2 separate regions of the Gossypium hirsutum genome follow, and region 1 is linked to region 2. Evidence: chromatin contacts called from public Hi-C data. All regions are on one chromosome and are shown on one strand. The core of a region is the stretch at or near the end of the contact, and the rest is flanking DNA. Distances in the headings are between cores, read along the strand shown.

The links. A called contact is a pair of places that touch in the nucleus more often than the background predicts.
Region 1: a contact with region 2 is called in a Hi-C map of leaf, with 1.9 times the contacts expected there. The contact joins the promoter of LOC107915183 here to the promoter of LOC107915141 in region 2. A contact is called at or near these places in 2 of 34 Hi-C or Micro-C datasets (both in leaf).

The regions. Positions count from the first base shown.
Region 1 is chrD08:9,055,347-9,060,892 of Gossypium_hirsutum_v2.1, reverse strand. It overlaps LOC107915183 (auxin-induced protein 22D), which reads right to left and starts at 2,572. Exons shown (of 4, transcript XM_016844345.2): 1 at 2,137-2,572; 2 at 1,850-2,055; 3 at 1,656-1,755; 4 at 1,156-1,562. The coding sequence starts at 2,360. The coding sequence ends at 1,490.
Region 2 is chrD08:8,809,793-8,815,636 of Gossypium_hirsutum_v2.1, reverse strand. It overlaps LOC107915141 (magnesium transporter MRS2-2), which reads left to right and starts at 2,562. Exons shown (of 10, transcript XM_041099800.1): 1 at 2,562-3,025; 2 at 3,106-3,135; 3 at 3,348-3,504; 4 at 3,604-3,725; 5 at 4,870-4,962. The coding sequence starts at 2,777.

The sequences.
Region 1 (5,546 bases), core at 1,323-3,822, 250 kb before region 2:
AAGAGCAGCTATTCCAGCTTATAGTCATGCCGATTGTGTCAGTTCAGCCATCAGCAGTGTATTGATGCGTTGAGCCCCCTCGGTATGTATGTGGAAGCGAGGTTATGGGTTTATCGAGCTAGATATTGTTCCTTATAGGCTGTAGTAGTCACCTGATGACTACTTTTTATACCAAAAAAATCTAGTATGGGATATATTAGATATTAATTTTATTAATGAAGTAAATACTCTTAATAGATAAAACTCTTTAGTAAATAATATTTTTTTGGTGATATGAGTAGAGTTTTATTCCAAAAAGAAGTAAGGTAGAGCTAATCTTTTAAGGTTTTTTTCCAAGAAAAATATCTGTCAAAGCAAAAGTAGTCGAAATATTTATAAAAAAAATTTTAGTTGCCAATTGAGTTTTAGTTTAATTGGTATTAACATTATTATCAATGCAGAAATATGTGAATTCGAGTGCGCTGAGATGTATTATCCTCCTATTTATGGGTTATATGGTATTAGTTATGCTAAGCATTAATAGGCGTGAGACATGTTTTTACCCTTTTCTCACAGCTTCAATAGGCGTTTCGATGCTACAATTATGGCCTTCTTACATGCAAGTCACAATCCAAAAAATGGTCATTAATCATCCGGTACAAAGCAACTTGGGTCAATCTCATAACTTACACCACAGTTGAAATTGTATGGAATCCACTAAACATCATCCATGTTGGCATTAAATACAGAAAATGATGAGGTTTTCAACAACGAGATACATTCTAGAGAAGCCTACAGCAACATCCAAGCTTTGCATTATTAGACACAAAATCATGCCTTTATTTAATTGCTCGACTTTTTAAATTATGCCATCAGTTGGTAAAGAACCAAATTCTGCCGACTGTTCAAAGGTTGCTTTCGCACTGAACCTTATTATTTGACAGTATTGATAATTTCAACTTAAACATGATGAATTCAAGATGGAACCTGCCCTTGTCCTTGTTCTCAACCTTCCGCTTTTTTTTTTTTTGCTGTAAATCTTACTTTTAGATGATATGGTTTCTCTACTCCACAAAAAGAATACGTGGATGTCACGAGTTAAAAGAACTAAGCCAGTTTGATTTCATACAAACAACCATAGTATGTTTGCTCTAAATTTCTAATCAAAACAGTAAATGCATAAACTGTATTCTATTGCCTTTTTATTTAATCTTCTTCGTATACTGGAAAAAATGATAAAGCAATAGTGTATGTCGTTTTGTACAATTGGATTGGATCTTAACTATTCTTTAATATCGTGCCTTTTTGGTTTTGTGCTATAAAACAAGTATAGATATTTGACATGCATAGAGGAGGCTAAAAAGGCCAGCCATGTCGTCAAATCTTTGAGAAATTTTGCTCTAGCAAATAGCCCCCTCACTTTCCAGGAAGACCAAATTGATCTTCCTTGCAGAATTTGGATTATCCAAAGCCAAAGAAAACTTTCTTTCTTGTTAAATAATTTGGTGGCTCATACACAGCCCAACCCTCTAGCTTCTGATCCTTTCATGATTCTCAGCCTCTTGCAGGAGGAAATGAACATCCTGTAAACAAATGAGAGAATAAAAAAATGAGTTTATTGGTAATTATAACCAAAGGAATTCAATATATATTTAAGTATGGAGAAAAAAACTTACTCCCAGGGAACATCTCCAACAAGCATCCAGTCACCATCTTTGTCTTCATAAGTAGGAGCATAGTCAGATCCATTGTAGCCTTCCCTCTTTGAGTATGCACCTTTAAAATTGCAGATCAATAAGCCAATCAGAACTATAGCTTTTTTATCATAGGGTTGATTTAATTTAATTTAATTTGTCAAGGGAAATCTTACCAATGGTGAGCTTGAACATATTTTCCAAAGCTTTGAGGAGTTGAGGATAGCTCCTATAAACCTTGAGATCAATCTTTCTGAGATAAGGAGCTCCATCAACGCTTACTTTCACATACATCCCCATCCCTTCAACTTCATTTCTCTTCGAACTTTGTAAGCAATTTTTCCTGTATGATCGGATTGGTGGCCATCCTACGACTTGTTCCCTGCATTAATCCATGGAATTTTACGTTAAAATTCTGTTATCAGCCTTACCCTATAGTCTTCACCGGTAAATATATACTTACTTGGCAGGAGGGGGACTGTCTTGATCATCACTCCCAGACATTGTAATGCTAGAACTGCTCTCAGAACTCGATACCTCAGAAATCTCAGGTGCAGTTCTTTTATTATTTCTGATACTGGGATTTGTTTTTCTTTGGGGCTCATCATCACCACAACCAGGCAATCCCAATCTTAGCTCAGTTGCCATGAGATTGAGATCATTCTCGTAATTCACTCTCCTTTCCATTGCTATACCCTTCAATGTTGCTCCAAATCTTGTACAAGTTGACGAATTTTCTTTTGCAGATTCCTTTTAAAAACTCTTTTAACTCTCCTTTTTTTGTGGTTGCTGTAACTGTATGTTGATGAGGATGAAGATGGGGAGGGCAGGGTAACTAGTTTTATAGGGGGGCTTGAAAGGGACAATTTCTGAGCTGTAGGTGACTTTGCTTTCTCCTGCATGTATTTCATTGATGAGAAATGATAAATGGTATCCTGCGAACGCGGTGTACTACGCGCTTCCTCCACGACACAATGACTTGGGATTCGGGGACACGTTGAGCAAAGCGCGTGGATTGGGATCCCAGACAACTATAGATATGGCTGCCTGTTACATGTGGGGCAGTGTCGAGTTTGGTGCACCAAATGAAGGGGACAAAGGAGGGACAACCACACCCGATGACATTGAAGAATGTGGACCGAATTGGACGGCTGAGATTGGGGGTCTGAGGGTGAGGATTTCATTGGAGAGTCTAATTACGAAATTAGCCCTTTGATTTTCCTTTATATCTGAAAATTGAGAAGTTAATTCAGTTGTTGATTTTTAGGTCAACGATTTGACAGTAAGAATTAACAATGTTATTCAATTAGACTACTTCCAAAGTATGAAGATCAAATTGTAAGGGACTAAATGATTAATTTTCATAGAATAGGGATGAAATTCAAAATAACAAAAATTTGGTAGGATCACGAGGGGGGGTTGGGAACAGCAACATGTGAAAAGGGGGTCCCACGTAGATGTGATTTGATAGTTAAGGCAATTACATGTGGGGTTGACAACAGTGAGACCGTTCTTTAATTGATGACTTGTAAAATGTAACATGTCATGCGGCACTGCCAATGCTGCTACCTCTTTGTTGTTGTGTCTCTAAGGTTAGAAATTGCCGGCTTGTCCAGTTCACAAATTTTGATCTTCAAATATCTCAATGAGTGATTGGATTGGAAATAGAAGGAGATCCCCCAAATCTCATCCTCTTCTCCACAAATTAAAATATAACTTAAGTCTTGCTTTTGAAAAATACATTTTTTAGAAATTTAGTCCTTTATTTTTTTTAAATTTAAAATTTAATTGTTAACACTGTTAAAATTATTTTGTTAATTTTATGTTCATTACAAAATTATTTTTTATAAGGCTACCAAGTGAGTTTTTTTTTAAAATTTCAAAATGTCTCACTAACAAATTTAACAAAAAAAAAGAAGAAAATGTTAATAATGTTAATAATTGAATTTAAATTTTGAAATTTTAAAAGTAAAGAAAATAAATTCTTGAAAACAAAAGTATAGGGACTAAATTTTAAAATTTAGAAGAGTACATGGACCTATGCAAATTCTAACCTCAAAAGTATTTTTGAGGTCATAAGCAACGTTAAATAAATAACTTTTGAAGTCAAAAATAGTTTTGGACTCAAATGCAAAAGATATAATTATTAGCTTTTGCATTTGAAAAAACACTTTTGAAGTCAAACCACATTTTTAACCTTGGTTTATAATCCAATATATTTTATGTAATATTTATATGGGTATACAATTTTTTTTATTAAAATTTGTTTCAAATGTATAATATTATATACTTGAATTTGTAATAATTATATTTTAATATTTAAAATATAGTTTATACATCCAAATTAAATTTTACAAGCAATTAACATTAATAGCTTAAAGATATTTAAATTTATATTTTACATATTAAAATATTAATAATGAGTTATAATAAATTATTTTTTTATATTTTATTAAAATACTACAATGTTAACAAATTTAAATATCATTTAAACATTTTTTTTACTTTACAACGTTATATCTATAGTGAGTATTTTTATTTCTCAAAAACACTTTTTGATAACAATACTCAACACTTAAATGTTAAATTAAAATTTTATAATTGGGGAGGAAATGAAGTTGCTTGATATCAAACCCAAACTCTCATACTTACAACATACTGCTCTTGTCACTGAGTCACGAAATTATCGACATTAAATCAAACTTTTTAAATATAACTTTTTACAGGATTTTTAAAAAAACATTTTTTAAATAATGCTAAATTGGACCTCAAATTTAAAAACTTATTAGAGAGATAAAATAAGATTCTCCATTATCCTAAAATTCTCTCAAGATTCCACATATTTACAGAAGAATAGCAATAAATTTAAGAATGCAATACTCTACTACCAAATCACATGATATTTTTTATACTAATTCTATTTTTTTTTATAAATTTCAAATTTAATCTACTTTCTACTCCTAAATGGAATGGCACAAACTGCTTTAAAGCATCTTAAAGTGGAAACAAAGACCAAACTATGTTTAATTGTTGTAGCACCGGTTGGCGTTGCCCCAATATAGATGGCACAAGAACTAACCAAGCCATCCCTTAACTTTGGAATTATCTCAAACTGCCTTGTTGGATAATGGGGCAGCTTTGATTGCCATGTACTCAAACACAAAATTTCTTTAGCCTACCATAACATATCCTCACTCAAATCAATATGCATCTCACATATTGTGATATCAATTTTATTTTTTAATGGGATAAATCTCGAAACTATATATGAGTTTTAGTTTAATGTGTAATTTTATACATGAAATTTTGATTTGGTCTAATTCTTACAAATTATTAATGCAATTGTTAATATAACATCATTTTATGTTTATATATTGTATACACAAGTAATTATATCCATCCAATTTTAAAATAAATTGATGTATTTGTTTCTTTAAATGTGTATGATTGAATCGAAATTAATGTTTCATGTATGCATTTGAACTACAATCAAAGTTTCATGTGTATAATTGCACCAATTTAAAGTTTATGCATAAAATTACACATTGAATTAGAATTAAAGTTCATGTATAATTTTGAGATTTGTTCCTTTTTAAAAAATAAATGTTCATTTTATTCCATAAAAAAGAGAAATGAATTACAAATAAATTAATGAGGACAATTGGCTTTTATAAACAAAGGCTAACAGCTCCACAAATCCGGTTACACAACGAAGAAAGCAGTTGAGACCTTAGCCTTGTACAAGAGAAAGCCTCAAAAGGCATGTAAAACCTAATACAAGTGAGCCTACATTACGTGAATCAAGTCTCCCTGTTGATAAGTGGGAGCAAGGAGAAACCCTGACACGTACTCATGACCCTCTCATCGATCAAA
Region 2 (5,844 bases), core at 1,313-3,812:
CTATATAAGATTGGAATGCATCGACTCAAAGATGTAATGTGATGTTGCCATTAGGGGGAGTCAAAAACACATTGCACTCTTTTTCTTTAATTATGATTTTGTCCCACTGGGTTTTCCTGGTAAAGGTTTTTATTGAGGTAGCTTGTAATAATAGATTGTATACTCTTTTTCCTTCATTAAATTTTTAATGAGGTAGCTTGTAATAATTGAGGATGAGGAATGGGGTTGCTTGAGATCGAACCTAAACTTTTATGCCTACTACATAATATACATATCATTATAACAAGAGTTTGTTGGCAAGTAATAACTCTATTTGCATGACTTTTTAACTAATACTTTTAAATTAAATTATAATTATTTTTAAAATTAATGTAATAATATGATAGAAAATAAATGGCATTCTTATAAATTTAAAAGTTTTTCTAAATTCATACTTATATTTATTCAAATTCATGAGTTACTTTTGGAATTACAGTATAGTTTTTTACTCAATGGTATTATTATCATTTGTTTTTCTTAATAGATTAGTCTATACTGTGTAAGATTATTATCCCTTTCGTTAATATTTTTTTTTTAAATTTTACTAATAATAGTGTTTGCAGTTTACGAAAATAAAATAAAAGTTAAGTATAAAATTTGTACCATAGTAAAAATGTGTTATACCGATAATGATATTTGTATTTATAAAATTTAAATGAAAACAAAATTTTATACATAAAATTAAATAAAATCATAATTTATATATAATATGCCCAGTATGCTATTATGGGACAGAAGACATTCTACATGCCCTTAAGGATTGCCCAACTACCAAGGACATTTGGAAATTAATTGTGCCAGCAACAAGATGGTCCCAATTTTTCTCAGGCAGTCTACTCGAGTGGATTAGGACAAATTTAGAAACTCATGGACAAATAACAAGACACGAAGTTCTTTGGCCTACGCTCTTCGGAATCATATTATGGCGATTATGGAAAAATAGAAACCTTTTTGTCTTTCAAGGACTCCCGTGGAGTTCTATCGAAGATATTAAAACCTCAACTAGCCGAGCAAAGCAGTATAACGAAGTTAGTAGTAGAGAATCATCTAGGAATAGGATTTTAGTTTATTCTCCACGGAATGGTTTAAATTTTAGACTAAGAGAATGTTAGTTTTTTGTTAAAGAACTTTAAGATTAGTCTTTCCACACAAAAAAAAAATCATAAGTAGTTTTGAGATATCTATCCAACATTAATTTTTTTATAATAAATAATTTCGTATTATTTTTTAAAAGTTGCAAATATAATTACAATTATAATTATTAATATTACACTCGAATAACTATAATTATATTTAATCATTCAAATTTAAATCAATATAAATTTAAATAAAATACATACAAATAAAACTTAAATTAAAAAAATTAAAAAAAAAACTCACATATAATTTATACAAAAGTAAAACTTGAATAAAAAATTTCAAGCTAATATCTCATTTGATGTCGTCTTCAAAAAGCTTAATATAACATTTGGTACTTGAACTTGACCATTTTTCCTAATTTGGTATCTAAACTTGACATTTTTTCTTAGGTTTGTACTTAATCTTTTTGGGATCCAATTTGGTAACTAAACTTGACTCTTTTTCCTAATTTGGTACCTAATCTTTTTTTTTTGTGTTTGGTTTGGTACTTGTTAAATGTTTTATAAATTACTCCAATATACTAAAAATGTTATTTTTTATGAGGTAGCAAAAATAATCAATGTATGGCCGACATATAATAGATGATATGATATTTTTTTATATTTTATATGTTCAGTTACTTTTAGTTTTAATTAATTAATTAATTATTTTATTAATTGAAAATAATGATTTCTTTTAATTTGGGGTTTTAAATTTTTTTCTTATTTATTATTAATTTGTTAAGCATAGCTCAATACATTTTTTTAACATGAATTTCTTCTAATATTGATAATATTTTTATAGCATAAAAAAAAAATTAACACTGTTAGTATTTTGCATGATTTGTATAAAATTTAACAAATTAGTTACTAAATTGAACCTAAAAAAAGGTTAAGTACCAAATTAGAAGAAAAAAATGTCAAGTTGAGGTACTAAATTGGGCCTAATAAAAATTTAAGTACCAAATTAGAAAAAAAAATCTAGTTTAGATATTAAATTGAAAAAAAAATATCAAATTAAAAAAATACCAAATGTTCAAAATAGGTGAAAAAAAGAACAATAATTCATAAAAGCATGAAAGAGTTTGAGATTTATCCTAATTCCAAAATGTATGGCTATTGTCGATTGCCTAATGGCAACCGTTGGGAGTAGGAAGGTGGCAAAGGCTACCAAAACAGATTTGCATTTCCTTCCACGCATTCAACTTGACGCGCCAACAGGCAACTGCTGTCTTTTTCGAGCAAAAACATATTTTAACTGCTAAAATATTTATAAAAAAATTGCATTGTTTTATTTATTTCAAATATTAATCTTTTTCGCCATTAAGCACGCGCCAAATATTGAGAGTGAAAACAAGTAAACGTTAACAGTTTAAAACCTTTTGCCCTCCATTTTTAACTGACTCGGCACTGAAACATTTTCACTACCAGCCAGCCCCAACCCCTTGCATCGAGTCCATCTCTATCTCTAATTTCCCAACCCTCTGCCCCATCACTTTCTCCATCATAAAACCTAATCAATCCCTTTTCCATCCTCAGTTATTCAATTCATTTCCAAAACCTCATCTTTGCTCTGTTTCAAAGATTTAATTCTCTGTTTTCATTTTTTGTCTTTTCTAATGGCTCGAGAAGCTTATTTGGTTCCTGTCCTGGAGGCACAAGTAGCCACGCTGAAGAAGAAAACGGCGGTGACAACGAGCTGGATTTCGATAGACGCTAAGGGGAAAAGCGTGATTCTTGACGTCGACAAGTATGCTATAATGCGCCGCGTTCAGGTTCATGCTAGAGACCTTCGTATTCTTGATCCCATGCTATCTTATCCTTCCACCATTTTAGGCAGAGAGAAAGTCATTGTTCTCAATTTAGAGGTATTTTTTATTTATGTTTTTCCAATTTTTTAGTATTTTCTTGAGATGTGTGCTAAGCTTATTTAATGATTTGATTGCAGCACATTAAAGCTATAATCACAGCAGAAGAGGTTAGTTCATGAATTCGGACATTTTTTTTTATCTATTTCAAGTGAGGAGGTTTTAGTTTTGGGAGGCGAGTAGTGTTTTGTTTTGTGATAGTTAGTTTATAGAATCTGAATTCTGAACATTTTATTCAACTTGGAATAACATTATTTTTGTTATCTTTTTCAATTGAGGAGGTTTTACTTTTGGAAGCAAGTTTTGTTCTATTTTGTGATAGGTGTTGCTTAGAGATCCATACGATGATAACGTAATACCCATTGTCGCTGAACTTAAAAGGCGATTGCCTCAAGATAATCTCACATGTCAAGATCAAGGAGAAGAAGAAGAAGAACACCCTAGTGCACGCAATGATATGGATACTGAGGAGGAAAATGGTACCCATTAACTTTTGGCTGAAGCTCTTTGAGTGCTTTTATTCGTCTCTGTCTATACCATTGATATATTGCCGGTTCGTTTTGGAATGTTTCATGTAGAATTTCCATTTGAATTCCGGGCATTAGAAGTTGCATTAGAAGCAATTTGTAGCTTTCTTGATGCACGTACTAGGGAACTAGAGATCGATGCTTATCCAGCTTTAGATGAGCTGACCTCCAAGGTAATTTCTATTTGAATTGTTTGTCGTTCATTTTAGTTTAAGCAATTTAGTGATTGGTAAGATTTGATGTTGGAGTGGTTCTTTTAGAATATTTTGTTTGAAGGTAATTGTTGGCTTTGCTGCGACATATTGGGGTCGAGTTTTGGCTCTTAAAGTACCGCAACTTTTATTATGTCTATTCTGTACTATCTCATTTTCAGCAAACGTAATCAAATATATTTTTATTATGCCTGTTTTTTGTGAAAGTGATGAAAGGATTATATCATTACACTCACAATTACATGAATTCAAACAAGAAAAGTACATTAACTTTTTCAGCAAAATGGAAATCCCATTTGGAGTCAGCTTTTAAGTAAATCAATGCATTCATCTGCTAAGGTATATATTTGTGATTGTTCTGCAGCAGAATTTGACATTCTGCCATTTTATTGCATGAGTTGTTTAATAATTGCGACTACTCTACTTCTTTGTCTGCCAAACTTGACTTGGTAATGGCAATAATTACTTTCCATGGTGGTACCTAAGCGGTTTGCATTGAAATTATGAGGCAAAATAAGAGAAAGAAATCTGGGTAAAAAGTTGTAAAGATATCAATGTTGTGTTTGGCTCTAGTGTCAAGAGTGATCTTCATTTATAATTGTTTATGTGACTAGTAGTCAGTACCTACTGCAAGGACAGACATGATCGGAAGCCACAAGACAAACTACTCTTTGAGGGGTCATAAAACAGTTTAATGTTTGAGGCATTATTTTCTCTCCTCTGTTATGAATGGTTCATATGAAGTCTGCTGTCCAAATTTCCAAGTTTTGATGAAATCCATGTTGAGAATGAAGTATAAATGGAATATCAAGAATTGTAAAATACATTCTATGTTTTAATTGTTTTTTCCTGCAATAACCAGTATGTTGAAGAAAAACTATTAGAGGATATTGTTCAAAAAAAAAAAAAAACTATTAGAGGATATGATGGAATGCTGTCCAGACTCTTTTTCTTAATTGTCATTTAACATGGAATATAACAAATATTATAGTTTTCTTCTGTTTTTCCTTGATCTTTAATATTCATTAGTAGCAAAGAGTTCCAGAATTTTATTCCCTTTGTTTTCCCAGTTTGCTTGTAAGACAAGTTCAGTTCCATGCAACAGTTGTATTTATGTGGTCAGATAAGCAGCCGTAACTTGGATCGGGTGCGTAAACTGAAAAGTGCTATGACAAGGCTGACAAACCGCGTTCAAAAGGTATGTACTATGTGTATGATCCCATAATCCAAACATATCAGGTGAAAGTTCGGTTTCCGCTTGTAGGTGATTTGTTTCTTCTCAGTTTCGTTTTGGCCAATACTAGGATATATTATGCTGCTTACAGTTTTTCTGTGACCAGTTGACTTTTCATGTATATCTCAGGCAAGAACAAGGATAAATCTTGAACAAGCTGAAATAATTGTCTCTTGTCTAGGACTAGATTTTTCTGAGTGGTGAAATATGTACAACGGTTCTGCTGATTTCCAGAACGAAAAAAAAAAAAAACCCTAAACGCTCTTTGTCAACTAATTATTGATATGAACTGATACAGTCTAGTACCAGTTTAGTTTGCTTTGTTGCCATCAACACATCTAAAACCAAGGGTTAAGGCTTGGTCCAAAACATAGGTATGGTTCAAAACTGCAATCTGTGATTCACTTCCTTTAGCTTTTTTCTTTCCCTTAAAAAAACATGCCAAGATACATGCTAATTCACGGTAAAATCTATAAGTTATTTTAATTAAATGAAGTAAACTAATGGGAGGTTTTTTATACCAGTTTCTCTTTCGATGCGTTTATCCGGGTAATCTGAATTTACTACTTCCCCTTGGAAGGAAGATGGCGATTTAAAATATTTTTCCTTAAAAGGGAAAAGCCTTAGGGAGCATCAGTTGAGGGGGCATTTTGCCGCTAATAGACTAATCATACGAATATAGTTTTCTTTAAGCTTAAAAGGAGAATGCAAAGAATAGGCAAGAGAAGAAAGAAATACCAGTAGCATGCTAATGGAAATGACATTTGGTGACAATATAAATCATGCTACAACAAACTAATGGAACATCTCCAGGACCAGGATTATTCTTAGTATATATCTTGGTTA